Regions from separate parts of the Bos taurus genome. Here region 1 is linked to region 2. The links are chromatin contacts, called in public Hi-C maps. All regions are on one chromosome and are shown on one strand. Each heading gives the region's core, a stretch centred on a gene start, on an enhancer-like site or on the middle of the called end of the contact. The rest is flanking DNA. Distances are from core to core; before and after follow the strand shown.

Region 1 (6,443 bases), core at 1,299-3,798, 340 kb before region 2:
GTCAGGGAGCTCACCTCTAGTTTTCTTCTAGGAATTTTATATTTTCAGGTCTTAAGCCATTTTGAGTTAATTTTTTTGTAACAGTAAGATAGAGGTCCAGTTTGTTTCTCTTGTGTGTGGCTGTCCAGGCTTCCCAACAGTATTTATGAAAGAGACTGGCCTTTTCCCTGTTGTATGTTTTTGGCTCCTTTGTCAGAAACTAATTGACCATATACATATAGGTTTATTTCTGGGCTCTCAGTTCTGTGCCATTGATCTATGTGCCTTTTTATGCAAGTGCCATGGAGTTCTGATTACCATAGCTTTGTAATATAATTTGAGATCAGGAAGTATGATGCCTCTAGTTCTGTTCTTCAAGATTGCTTTGGCTATTTGGGGTCTTTTGTGATTCCATGTGCTTTGGCTATTTGGGGTCTTTTGTGATTCCATGCAAGTGTTAGAATTGTTTTTTCTGTTTTTGTTAAAAAACAAATTGCCATTGGAATCTTGAGAGGGATTGCACTGCTTTGGGAGGTGTAGACATTTCAGTGTTGCTCCTCCGGTCCATCATGTAGTGCACCTCTCCATCTGTATCTGTGCTCTTCAGTGTCTGTCCTCGGGTTCTTACAGTTTTCAGTGTACAGGTCTTTCACCTCCTTGGTTAAATTTATTCTTAGGCATTCTTTTTGATGCATTCCTTTACCCTTGTGTTTCTTTTACCTTTTTGATCTTTCTCTAATTGATTTACAGGAATTTTTTTTCAACATATTTTGAATTCCAACTCTTCGTTAATTATATGTGTTACAAATCTCTTGGTTTCCCCTCCCCCAATTTCTTTTTATCTTTTGATTAGGTTAATTCTTAATCCCCACCCCCACCTTGCGCTTTCTTTATTGGTGAGTGTTTCGTGTGTCTTTTTAAGGGAATCATTGCCTACCCCAAATTTATATTCTCTTAAAAGTTTTCAAGTTTTACTTCTTTGCATTCACGGTTTCAAAGATTGCTCAGGCTTCTGTACAGACAATGAACTCTACACAAGCAAGGAGCAAGATGATACAGGTAGAAACTAGGTAGAAATATGCTGCTGTGATCCGTGGAAAGGTAATGGTGTCTTGGAACAGGGTAGTAGTTGTGGAAGTGCAGAGAAGTAGGAGGATCCCAGATAAATTTTGAAGATAAAGATATCACAGATTGACGGAGTATGAAATGTGAGAGAAAGAGAAAAATCAAAGAATACATCTAAAGTTTTTGGCCTGAGAAACTGGAAGAGGAGAATAGTGATTCCATTAACAGATGCTACTGCTGCTACTGCTAAGTCACTTCAGTCGTGTCCGACTCTGTGCGACCCCATAGACGGCAGCCCACCAGGCTCTCCCGTCCCTGGGATTCTCCAGGCAAGAACACTGAAGTGGGTTGCCATTTCCTTCTCCAATGCATGAAAGTGAAAAGTGAAAGCGAAGTTGCTCAGTCGTGTCCGACCCTCAGCGACCCCACTAACTGCAGCCCACCAGGCTCCTCTGTCCATGGGATTTTCCAGGCAGGAGTACTGGAGTGGGGTGCCATTGCCTTCTCCAAACAGATGGGAGAGAGGCAAATCTGGAGGATAAACAAAATAAAGACTGTTGTGGATAAATTTGAGATGTCTGTTAAGTAATACAGGCAGGCAACTGATGTGTGAGTTTTTGAGTTTAGGAGGAGATAAATTTAGTAGTCATCAGTGTAGGATGCTTTTTTATTGATTTGATGGGAAAATAAATTCTTTGTAACTTTACTTGGATGATAAGTGAAGAGTATTTTTGAATTTTTACTTTAAAATTTAAGGAGCTAAAATATAATTTTGAAAACTTTAGCACCATCAAAAGTACATTAATGATTATGTTAAAGGTAATTTCTGTTTAAAATGTTAAAGAAGCAATTTTCCTTGAAAGATATGGTGATTAAAAATATCAGCCTAAGTTCTGCTTAAGTTTGAAATTACATCTAGATTGAAGACAGAATCATTCTCTCTCAAGATAAAGCTTAAGGTTTCTGTAGACTGAAAGCACAGTTACATAAAAATCGAAGAATGGAGATCCTGGGGCACTGTGGACTTGCTCACAATTTGTCCTGCTCCTTCAATCAGTATTTTTTTCTTTTCTGTCCTCTCTGGAACTGGGCATTGCTTTCCTCTATCAGTAGCTTGGTCAGACGGGTGACTAGAAGCCCTAAACACTATTTAGATTTATCATTGAGGCAGCAGGCTCTTAAGAAACCAGACTTTGAACCAAATGGTCCTTTGTTAGAATATTACCAGTATTAGTTTTAGGCAAGGCAATCTCTGAACCTCTAAGTTTCCCCAACTTTAAAATAAGAATCACACCTACTTTCCATGAAAGTTGGAAATTAGAAATTCTAGCACATATGAAATACTATTTTGTGGCTCAGCTGGTGAAGAATTCACCTGCAATGCAGGAGACTGCCTGCAGCACAGGAGACCTGGGTTCGGTCCCTGGGTCAGGAGATCCCCTGGCGTAGGGAATGGCACCCGCTCCAGTATTCCTGCCTGGGAAATCCCATCGACGGAGGAGCCTGGCGGGCCACAGTCCACGTGGTCAGAGTTCACGCAGTCCAGGCCAGTCACAGAGAGCTCGACACAACTTAGTGACTAACCCACCACCACCACGCCATTTTATGCTGCTGTAAACTGGAATGTTTCCTCATTACCAGTGAGGTCGACTGTCTTTTCATATGTATGTTGACCATTTGTATGTCTTCTGCATTGTCTTTTGCTTATTGCTTTGTTGGCAAATATATAGAGTCAATAACACAATGAAAGGTTGATAGTAAACCTTGGAGGACCTTTCATTATCAGAATATGTGTTTTCATTTTTATGAGGTGTGTAATTTGACTCATGACTATAAACTCCTCTTGAATTGATAGCAAACTAAAAATAAAACATTTATTAATTATTTATTAAAGTAATTTAATTTATTAAAGTATTATTAGAGTATTGAGTTGATGAAATGAATATAACCATTGAGGCCATGTCAATCACAGTTCTGCTGCTACTGCTAAGTCACTTCAGTCGTGTCTGACTCTGTGTGACCCCATAGACGGCAGCCCACTAGGCTTCCCCGTCCCTGGGATTCTCCAGGCAAGAACATTGGAGTGGGTTGCCATTTCCTTCTCCAATGCAGGAAAGTGAAAAGTGAAAGTGAAGTTGCTTAGTCGTGTCCGACTCTAGCGACCCCATGGACTGCAGCCTACCAGGCTCCTCCGTCCATGGGATTTTCTAGGCAAAAGTACTGGAGTGGGGTGCCATTGCCTTCTCCGAATCACAGTTCTAGTCCATGTTATTAACTATGCTGTTATGTAAATCTGTGACTTAAGTACTAATTTCTTTTTCCCTTCTTTCCTTGAGCTGTGGTAGCAAACAGTGACGATACTCAACACCTGACACCAGGAAGGATGAGTCAGCGCCAAGGGAAAGAGGCTTTTCCAACGCCAACCAAAGATTTGTATCAGCCATCTTTCAGTCCAGCAAGTCCTCATACCCCGGGTACGGAGTTGTACTTTTAATGTTTTTTGTTGTTACTGATGGTGGGCTCTGTGTGTATGGATTGTTTTGGTTTTTAGGCAGGTCTGTCCTTTGCTGGTGTATCATGATTTTTCTTTTTGACTATTTGGTTTTATAGAGGTTTATGTTTGTTTTGTTTTGGTCATCCATAATACACTTCAAATGAGTGCATTTTCCTTTGGAGTACTTTTTAATTCTCTTTACATTCTCTAAAATATTTGGTTAGTTATACCATTCTTTTAATTCAGTGATTTTCAAACTTTTGGTCTCAGGACTCCTTTAATACTGTCAAAAATTACTGAAGACCCCAAAGAATTTTTATGTGGATTAATTAACCTGTTGATACATACTGTACTGCATATTAAAACTGAAACTTTAAAAAAATGTTTACTTTGTTTTTTGAATTGATGTATAGTTGATGTACTTATCAGCTATATGCATGTGGACTTCCCTGGTGGCTTAGTGGGTAAATAGTCTGCCCGCAGTATGGGAGAGCCGTGTTCAGTCCCTGGCTTGGGAAGATCCCTGGAGAAGAAATGGCAACTCCCTCCAGTATTTTTGCCTGGAGAATCCCATTGACAGAGGAGCCTGGTTGGCTACAGTCCATGGGGTCGAAAAGAATCAGACACGACTGAGTGACTGACACTTTCTACACTTGATATACATATGTATGTTACAGGTGTAAGTATCAGCTCAGTTCAGTCACTCAGTCATGTCTGACTCTTTGCGACCCCATGAATCGCAGCACGCCAGGCCTCCCTGTCCATCACCAACTCCCGGAGTTTACCCAGACTCATGTGCATCAAGTTGGTGATGCCATCCAGCCATCATATCTTCTGTTGTCCCCTTCTCCTGCTGCCCCCAATCTCTCCCAGCATCAGGGTCTTTTCCAATGAGTCAGCTCTTCGCATGAGGTGACCAAAGTATTGGAGTTTCAGCCTCAGCATCAGTCCTTCCAATGAATACCCAGGACTGATCTCCTTTAGGATGGACTGGTTGGATCTCCTTGCAGTCCAAGGGACTCTCAAGAGTCTTCTCCAACAACACAGTTAAAAACCATCAATTCTTCGGTGCTCAGCTTTCTTCACAGTCCAACTCTCACATCCATTCATGACCACTGGAAAAACCATAGCCTTGACTAGACGGATCTTTGTTGGCAAAATAATGTCTCTGCTTTTTAATACGCTATATCTAGGTTGGTCATAACTTTCCTTCCAAGGAGTAAGCATCTTTTAATTTCATGGCTGCAATCACCATCTGCAGTGATTTTGGAGCCCAGAAAAATAAAGTCAGCCACTGTTTCCACTGTGTCCCCATCTATTTGCCATGAAGTGATGGGACCGGATGCCCTGATCTTAGTTTTCTGAATGTTGAGCTTTAAGCCAACTTTTCCACTCTCCTCTTTCACTTTCATCAAGAGGCTTTTTAGTTCCTCTTCACTTTCTGCCATAAGGGTGGTGTCATCTGCATATCTGAGGTGATTGAGATTTCTCCCGGCAATCTTGATTCCAGCTTGTGCTTCTTCGAGCCCAGCATTTCTCATGATGTACTCTGCATAGAAGTTAAATAAGCAGGATGTCAGTATACAGCTTTGACGTACTCCTTTTCCTATTTGGAACCAGTCTGTTTTTCCATGTCCAGTTCTAACTGTTGCTTCCTGACGTGCATATAAGTTTCTCAAGAGGCAGATCAGGTGGTCTGGTATTCCCATCTCTTTCAGAATTTTCCACAGTTTGTTGTGATCCACACAGTCAAAGGCTTTGTCATAGTCAATAAAGCAGAAATAGATGTTTTTCTGGAACTCTCTTGCCTTTTCCATGATCCAGCGGATCTTGGCAATTTGATCTCTGGTTCTTCTGCCTTTTCTAAAACCAGCTTAAACATCTGGAAGTTCACAGTTCACGCATTGCTGAAGCCTGGCTTGGAGAATTTTGAGCATTACTTTACTAGCATGTGAGATGAGTGCAATTGTGTGATAGTTTAGTGATTCACAATTTTTAAGGATTATACTCCTTTTATGTGCTGTGCTGTGCTTAGTCACTCAGTCACACTCTTTGTGACCCCATGGATTGTAGCCTGCCAGACTTCTCTGTCCATGGAGATTCTCCAGGCAAGAATACTGGAGTGGGTTGCCATGCCCCGCTCCAGGGGATCTTCCCAACCCAGGGATCGAACTTCCACATTGCAGGTGAATTGTTTACCATTTGAGCCACCAGAGAAGCCCAGGAATACTGGAGTAGGTAGCCTGTCCCACTTGAGGAATCTTCCTGACTCAGGAATTGAACTGGGGTCTCCTGCATTGCAGGTGGATTCTTTACCAGCTGATCTGCCAGTGAAGCCCATACTCCACTTATAGTTATTATAAAATATCAGTTACATTCTCTGTGTTGCATAATATAGCCTTGTAGCTTATTTTATACATAATAATTTATTTAAAATGTTTACCCTTAATTCATTTCAAATTATAATAATAAACCTATTATAGGCTAATATGAATCACATATTTTTATGAACAATAACTGACTCCCCTCCCCACCAAAGAAGAGTTGAGTGAGAATGAGAAGAGTGGTATTCTTTTCCTCCAAGGTCCCACAGCCTTGCCCCTATTGTCATTTTGGGCTGCATAATTCTTTGTTGAAGGGAGCTATCCTGTGCATTGCAGGGTATTTAGCAGCATCCTTGACCTCAATGCGCTAGATGCCAATAGCAGTTTTCCTGGATGTGACAACTAGAATTAGCCCTGAAGTGAAGTGAAGTCGCTCAGTCGTGTCTGACTCTTTGCGACCTCATGGACTGTAGCCTACTAGGCTCCTCCATCCATGGGATTTTCCAGGCAAGAGTGCTGGAGTGGGTTGCCATCTTGACAAATATCCCTTGTGGGACAAAATTGTCTCTGGCTGAGAACTA
Region 2 (7,038 bases), core at 1,275-3,774:
TTTACCAGAGCAGTGGCTTACTTGGCTTTCTAAACTGCAGTAATTTTTAAGTGACATCTGTAGGTTTTCATTATCTACACCTGAAGTTGTGGGGGAGAGAAAGGGGGCAATTATTTCCTGTTACTCATTTTCTGTGAAATAAATTGTCTTTACAAATGGTAATATGGCCATTTTTATGAGTTGGTGGTGACTGGTGAAATTGAAAAGATTTCTGTATTACTGAGATTTCCAATAATCAGTTGCACTGTGTGGTTGGAGAGCTTCCCAAGTGGCATAGTGGTAAAGAGCATGCCTGCCAATGCAGGAGAGACAGGTTCGATCCCCTGGAGGAAATGGCAGCGCACTCCAGAATCCTTGCCTGGAGAATCCCATAGACAGAGGAGCCCGGTCTGTGGGGTTGTGAAGACTGCAGCCACGGCAGCACACTCACAGGTGGTTGGAGAAGGCAAACTGGACGACCGGACTGTTGCCTAAGTTATCAAATAGCCAACTGGAGATTCTGATTGTTAAAGTCTCTAGTTATCTAAGAAGTACTTTTTGAAATTATGCTGTTTGGTTAGACGTTTTTAAGTAATTGAGATAGAATGCATTTGATGCATACGGATAAACTGCAGGTTAGATGACGCCAAAACATTCAGTTTCTCTTAGGAAAATGGCTTGGGTTGCCAGGATATGTCTTTTAGCCAGTCAATTTTGTATTGTATCATTTTTCCATATGAAATGTCTTTTCCCCACTACAACTGCCTCGGAGACTGGAAGCAGTTTTCTAAAGGAGCTGAAGAATGGCATTCTGTTAAAAAGATGAACAGCTGGTCATGTGGAAATTCTCTGGAATGCTCACTTGTCCTGCAAAGGCAGGGGAAAAACAGATATCAGGTGTAGTGTTTGTCATTGTTATACAGAATTGTTTTACTAGAGATCTTTACATGATTTTAATCGCCTTTCTCCTACCAAGACTGCTTATCTATCAACAGTGTGAAGGCCCTGAGAATGCTAAGTGCAGTTCAGTGGGTCTCAGGACTGCTGGACTTTTCTGTGCAAAACATTGTTCCTTTCATCAAGATTCAGGACCCTCCCGTGATTAAAAGTTATCCTTTGTTCTCGATTACCTTGGGATGAACCTCGAATTTCTTAAGCGTGACACAGAAAGAATTTGACTCTTGAGGGGCTCTACAAGCTCATCTGTCACTTCTTCCCCCTTGAATTCTTTGTTCCAGCCAGATGACAGACACTACAGATGAACTCACCTCTCCTTTCTTCCTTCTTGAGCACAAGTAGCAGCCTTTCCTGTTACCCTGGCCAACTCTGACTTGTCCATTCCTCATTTCCTTTGTGTAATTCATATTTTTCAGGGTGGGTACATGGTTGGGATTCTCTAATACATTTTTTGGTTTCGGTTTATGCTCTTTAATCTTTGTTTCCCAGAATTTCTATAGAAATTGCTTAAATGGAGTAGGAGGGAGCTAGGGGCGAGCACAGAATGACCTTCCCCGGGGTTACACATAAATGAGATTAGGAGAGATGACCTGTTGGGCGTTTGCAAAGAGACGGGTCCGCGGAGGCCAACCTGCCCTTTGGAGGTTAAAGTGCGGAATCTCAGAACCGGATGTTACCCCAATTTGCAGTTACTCTTGTGAGATACTGCGGGCTGTACGGAAGGACTTGCGTCACGTAAGATATGGAGTGCCTGCGCTCCAGGCTCGAAAAAAGGAAGGCGAAATGTCATTTCCAGTGGGTCCCCTTCTATCCACTCCCAAAGGGACAGACGGTTGCTCTAACAATCGCGCCCTCTAAGAAGAGCTGGGTAGTGGCCGTAAGCGAATGTGAGCGTAAAGACACCGTATCCTCTCGCCCTTTTCGCACTAAGATGCCTACGTGGGGTCCGGGGGAGGCATAGTTCGCGGGACTCCGCGGCGAGCGAACCTCAGCCCCAGTTCCTCGCTGGCCCGGGCCTGGACCGGGCTCTGCGAGATTTCGGAGCCCAGCGCGAATCCCCAGGGCTAGTTCCGGAGCGCAGAGGGTCCGCCTGGCGTGCCCGGCAGTCTGGCAACTGCGCCCACTTGGCCAGTCCCATACCCACCCGAGGCTGTTCGCGGAAAGCCCCGCCGGGCGGAGAGGCGCGACGGATGGGGATGGCCTCTCGGCGCCCTCTGTGCGTCGGCATTCTTCGCCCGGCAGTCGGGGCGCCCTCGGCCGCGGCCCCGGGCGCAGGACACGAGTTTCCGGGGCTCGACTCCCGGCCGCCAGCCTGGGGAAGAAGCTCGGAAGCGAGTGGGCGGCGGGAGGCGGAGCGAGGGGCGCGGGGGGCGTGGACGCGGCCGGCTTTGGAAAGGCCCCAAGTGAATGAGGCGCGCGCCGGCGGCAGAGCGCCTCTCAGAGCTGGGCTTTCCCCCGCGGCGCGGGCGCCAGGAGCCGCCTTTTCCGCTGGGTGTCACTCGGGGGTGGGGGGTATGGCCCATTCAAAAGCGCCGCGAGGGGGCCCGGCCAGTGCCCTTCAGTGAGCGCTCGCAAGAGGACGGCAGAGGCCCGGCGGCTCGCAGCTCCGGGACCTTGTGGCGCATCAGGACGCGGCTGCCCTGCTGCCCGGACCCCGAGCCGCCGCCGCCGCCACAGCCGCTCTGCTTTCTGCGCGTTAGCCTCCTCTGCGCGCTCCGGCCCGGAGGCCGCGGGAGCCGTTGGGGCGAGGACGGCGCGCGGCTGCTGCTGCTGCCCCCGACCCGGGCGGCTGGAAGCGGAGAGGCCGAGCCGAGCGGCTGCGCCCCCTATGCCAGGAGGATGTTGGAGAGCAGCGGCTGCAAGGCGCTGAAGGAGGGGGTGTTGGAGAAGCGCAGCGACGGGCTGCTTCAGCTCTGGAAGAAAAAGTGCTGCATCCTCACCGAGGAGGGGCTGCTGCTCATCCCGCCCAAACAGCTGCAACATCACCAGCAGCAGCAGCAGCAGCAGCAACAGCAGCCCGGGCAGGGGTCGGTCGAGCCGTCCCAACCCGGAGGCCCCGCCGTGGCCAGCCTCGAGCTGCCAGTCAAGCTCAAGGAATTGCACTTTTCCAACATGAAGACCGTGGACTGCGTGGAGCGCAAGGGCAAGTACATGTACTTCACGGTGGTGATGGCTGAGGGCAAGGAGATCGACTTTCGGTGCCCGCAGGACCAGGGCTGGAACGCCGAGATCACGTTGCAGATGGTGCAGTACAAGAATCGCCAGGCCATTCTGGCGGTCAAGTCCACGCGGCAGAAGCAACAGCACTTGGTCCAGCAACAGCCTCCGCAGCCGCAGCCGCTTCAGCCCCAAAGCCAAGCCCAGCCGCAGCCTCAGTCCCAAGCCCAGCCGCAGCCCCAACCCAAACCCCAGCCCCAGCCCAAACCCCAGCCTCAGCCGAAGCCGCAGCCGCAGTCGCTTCATCCGTACCCGCATTCGCACCCGCACCCGCACCCGCATCCGCACGCGCACCCACTACCGCACCCGCACCCACCGCCGCTCTCGCAGGCGCACGGCCACCGGCTCCTCCGCAGCACCTCCAACTCGGCCTGAAGAGGGCAGCACCCGGCCCGAACGCGGTAAGGTCGGCGCGGGTCCGGGGAGCGGGTCTGGGGGTGTCAGAGCCGGAAGCCTGCTCACGGGTTCGGCTCTTGGGTGGGCAAGGGAGCAATGAACCTAGGTTTCTGGGAGGTGGAGAGAAGGGCACAGACTGCAGGCAGCAGAGGCCAGGCGGGGAGGGCAGGCTGAGGGATGCGCGCTGGGCGGGAAGGTGCCCGCAGCCGCCCGCCCCGCCGACCCGCCCGTGTCCAGGACGCGCGCCCCCGGCCCCGGCCGCGCCGCCGGCCGCCTCCGGGCGCCCTTGGCGCCGCTGGACTATCCCTGGGCACTCGAGGGAGCGACCCCCGTGTTTGTCTGAGCTCCTTTGTCCGCGGGCCAGGCGCCAAGAGAACTGGGTCTGGTAGGAGTCCGAGCTTCTCACTTCCGTCCGTGTCATTTCTTTCCAGGTTTTGGGGACTTGAGGAAGCGGGACGAGCACCTTTCTATTGTCTTCACTTGGATCGAGAACAAGTCTCCCCGCCCCACACCAAATCAAGTAGTTTGAACAGAACCCGACTGATAACTCGTGATTCCACTTATTTTCTGCATACTCTTCTTCACAATGCAGGAAAGATTTTGAGTCCAGAAGGCTTTATTTATGAACCTTTGAGAGGATCTTCCAGTATGGTGGACCTTCTAGGAGGGATGATGTACTGTAATTTTATTTTAATGTATTTTGACTTATTATTTATTAGTGTTTTTTTTTCTAATGCTTGTTCTGAGACATTTCTGAATGTAGGTCATTTTCCAGAAAAGATACTTTATTTTCGAAAAGCTATCCTTAGTAAGTTGTAGTCTTGGAAAAGAAGAAAGAAAAAAGGGGGTACAGAGGCACACAAGAATTTATTCATTATTCCTAGGGCATTTTCAGAAGGTCTGACACTTCATTGTTATTCTAGGTGGTTGAAATTAAACTCTGTGATATTATGTGGGGTTTTCGTTCTGTTTTTTTTGTTTTTTAATTAGTTTTTTTCTCCTTAGACATGTATTTTGTGTAGAACTTTTAAAGAAGTTAAATGTTCAGAATGGTGTAATTATAAAAATCTAATTGCTTTTCTACAAGGAAATCAGTAGTAATGATATCTAATTCAAAATATTTAATACATAACCCAGTTGATGGCAAGATGACCGTATCCTGAATATACAGGAGGACTTGGTCTGCTGTAGGAAAAGCCTTGCTTAGATTATCTTTGTGTGGAGGGTTTAATAATGAGTTTTCTATGATTTCAGAGTATGAGTGCATTAGATGTTTCATTTCAAAAAACGTAGTGAGGGAAAAGAATTATTCCAGTTGTTTGAGAGAACATTTGTGCTCTTATCCACAGTAGAAATTATCCTTCTTCATGAGCTTGGCACACTTGATGTGAACTGCATTTCCTGTCCTTTTTTTTACTTTGTTCTAGAAGCATATTCTAGAATCTCATAGTTTAAAATACAATTTGTGAATGCTTCAAAGGACTGGGAGTCATAGCTTTTTGTTTTTGTTCTGAGAATGTTGACCAGGGACCCGACTGTTTTGCTCTTTGTTGCTCTGTGAGAAATCCAAGGGTTATATGTTTCGTTGTTAGGTTAACTAAACTCAGAAATTGAAAAAGGAAGGACTGGATAAACACTGGATTTGCAGTAAGAAAACAACCCAGTCTTGTTCTAGCAGCAACTTTCAGGAGTCCGGGGGGTTGGTATGGTTGGGGGAAGAGGATGTGCTTTTAAAGGTAGAACAAACCCTCTTCTGTGTGAAATGAAAAGGATGGTCCAAATCTACACGTGCAGATGCTACTTCAGTTTAAAAAAGAGCCATAGATGCTACCAAGTCCTCTTGGGGCTGAAAGTCACTTCCTGTCTTGCATGGGTTTCCCAACAGCTCTGTTTTCCATTTTCATTTCACAAAGTCTTGATCACTATTTTTCCAGCTTCTAAATTGGAATGGTCAACCTTAGGCCGCTGCTAAGTTCTGTAGTCGGAAATGAAAATAGACTTTGATGCTAGACGCACCTTTATTCTCCCTCCATCTAAAAAGGAGTTTGAAGGTCAAATTGCTTCTCAGTGCAGTATTTAAATGATGAAAATTTGAGATCCAAAGAAGTGGTGAAAAATAAAATTCAATCAAGGGGCAAGCAGAACTTACGTGGGCTCCCACTTAAAGGCGAAGTTGCAGTTGCGGGGGGAAAGAAAAACAAAAAATATATATATATGATAGGCAGTTCAGAGAGCAGATCTCAAAGAGTTCTTAAGTCAAGTTTGGTTTGATTTCTTTGAAACTACTGATATGTTTTTTAATAATACCCCATTGTACTCTCATTTTAATAAATGCAGATCATATGACCCCATTAAACCACAGCTTTTTTCTCAGATGAAAGGATTTTTTTTCAAATTCTTGTGCTATAAAAAAATTTAAATCTGTAGCAAATACTTATAAAATTAAGATTCAAGTAGGCTTTTAAAAGCACTTGGATGTTGTTAGCTTACAAAAATATGCCCAGGCTTCCTCCTAGCTGCTAGAATTTTTTCTTTCTCACAATGGCTCTGGCTCATAATGCGGCCATCAGAATCATGGTTCCTGGTTTTATCTTTCCATAGCCCTTAGTCCTTGTTCTGCTATGATTGAGTTGACTCTCCTAGTGACTCTCTAGTCTGAACCCTTCTTAGTAACTGTGAAAACTGAAGTTAGAAGGGAGAGTAATAGGGTGGTTTTTATTATGTAACTAACACTTATTACGGGTTAATTATTCCAGAACAACAAACAAAAAAACAAGTGTACTTAACAACACACAACAACACAAAATAGCAGGTGCAAATTATTGAATGTGTCGGTGGCTTTGTGTTACCTGTAAGAAAACAATACAGACCACCCAGGGTATTCTGGACACCCTAGGATCTTCCCAGGTGGCGCAGTGGTAAAGAGTCCGCCTGCCAATGCAGGAGACGCAAGAATCACTGGGTCTGGAAGATCCCCTGGAGGAGGGCATGGCAATCCACTCCAGCACTTTTGCCTGGAGAATCCACGGACAGAGGAGCCAGGTGGGCTACAGTCCGTGGGGTCGCAAAGAGTTGGACACGACTGAGCACACACACCTGAAAGGTTTTCTGAGGCCTGGCAAATCACCTTCATGGAGGCAGATAAAGATACTTCTTTCGACCCAAGAAACGGAAGGAAAGGATAGGTCCAATAGAAAACCTACCTCTTAGATAAACGTAAAATGTAAGAAGTTGGGAAATTAAAAGGGATGTTCCTTTGGGAAACAACTTTTTGTCTTTGAACTTGTGTTGGCACGAAGCCTCTTACTGAGTGAGCTCAATAATATTTGTTGGGATGAATGAATGAAAGAAGGGAAAGATGTCTAACTTCCCAGCACCCAGGAGATGGCTTCTCTGGCCTCACACAGTACTTCCTTTACTTGCTGTCGTGCCATTCCCTGAGGACAACTAATGCCGGGACAGGCCATGCACCATGGTGAAATTCCTTGG

The links. A called contact is a pair of places that touch in the nucleus more often than the background predicts.
Region 1: a Hi-C map of liver shows a contact between it and region 2, with 2.4 times the contacts expected there. The contact joins the enhancer-like site here to the promoter of PHLDA1 in region 2. A contact is called at or near these places in 2 of 11 Hi-C or Micro-C datasets (liver and skeletal muscle).

The regions. Positions count from the first base shown.
Region 1 is chr5:5,907,481-5,913,923 of ARS-UCD2.0, reverse strand. OSBPL8 (oxysterol binding protein like 8) reads left to right here. Exons shown (of 25, transcript XM_059886816.1): 5 at 3,381-3,518. Among named protein-coding and RNA genes, the nearest start is that of BBS10, 75 kb to the right of the region's middle. Within about 2 kb of position 2,548, at least 1 of the 102 cell types and tissues checked has an H3K27ac peak or open chromatin away from gene starts, as enhancers often do. A contact at or near this core is called in liver, where this site is marked.
Region 2 is chr5:5,571,360-5,578,397 of ARS-UCD2.0, reverse strand. PHLDA1 (pleckstrin homology like domain family A member 1) reads left to right here and starts at 2,524. Exons shown (of 2, transcript NM_001105631.1): 1 at 2,524-3,554; 2 at 3,981-4,500. The coding sequence starts at 2,776. The coding sequence ends at 3,528.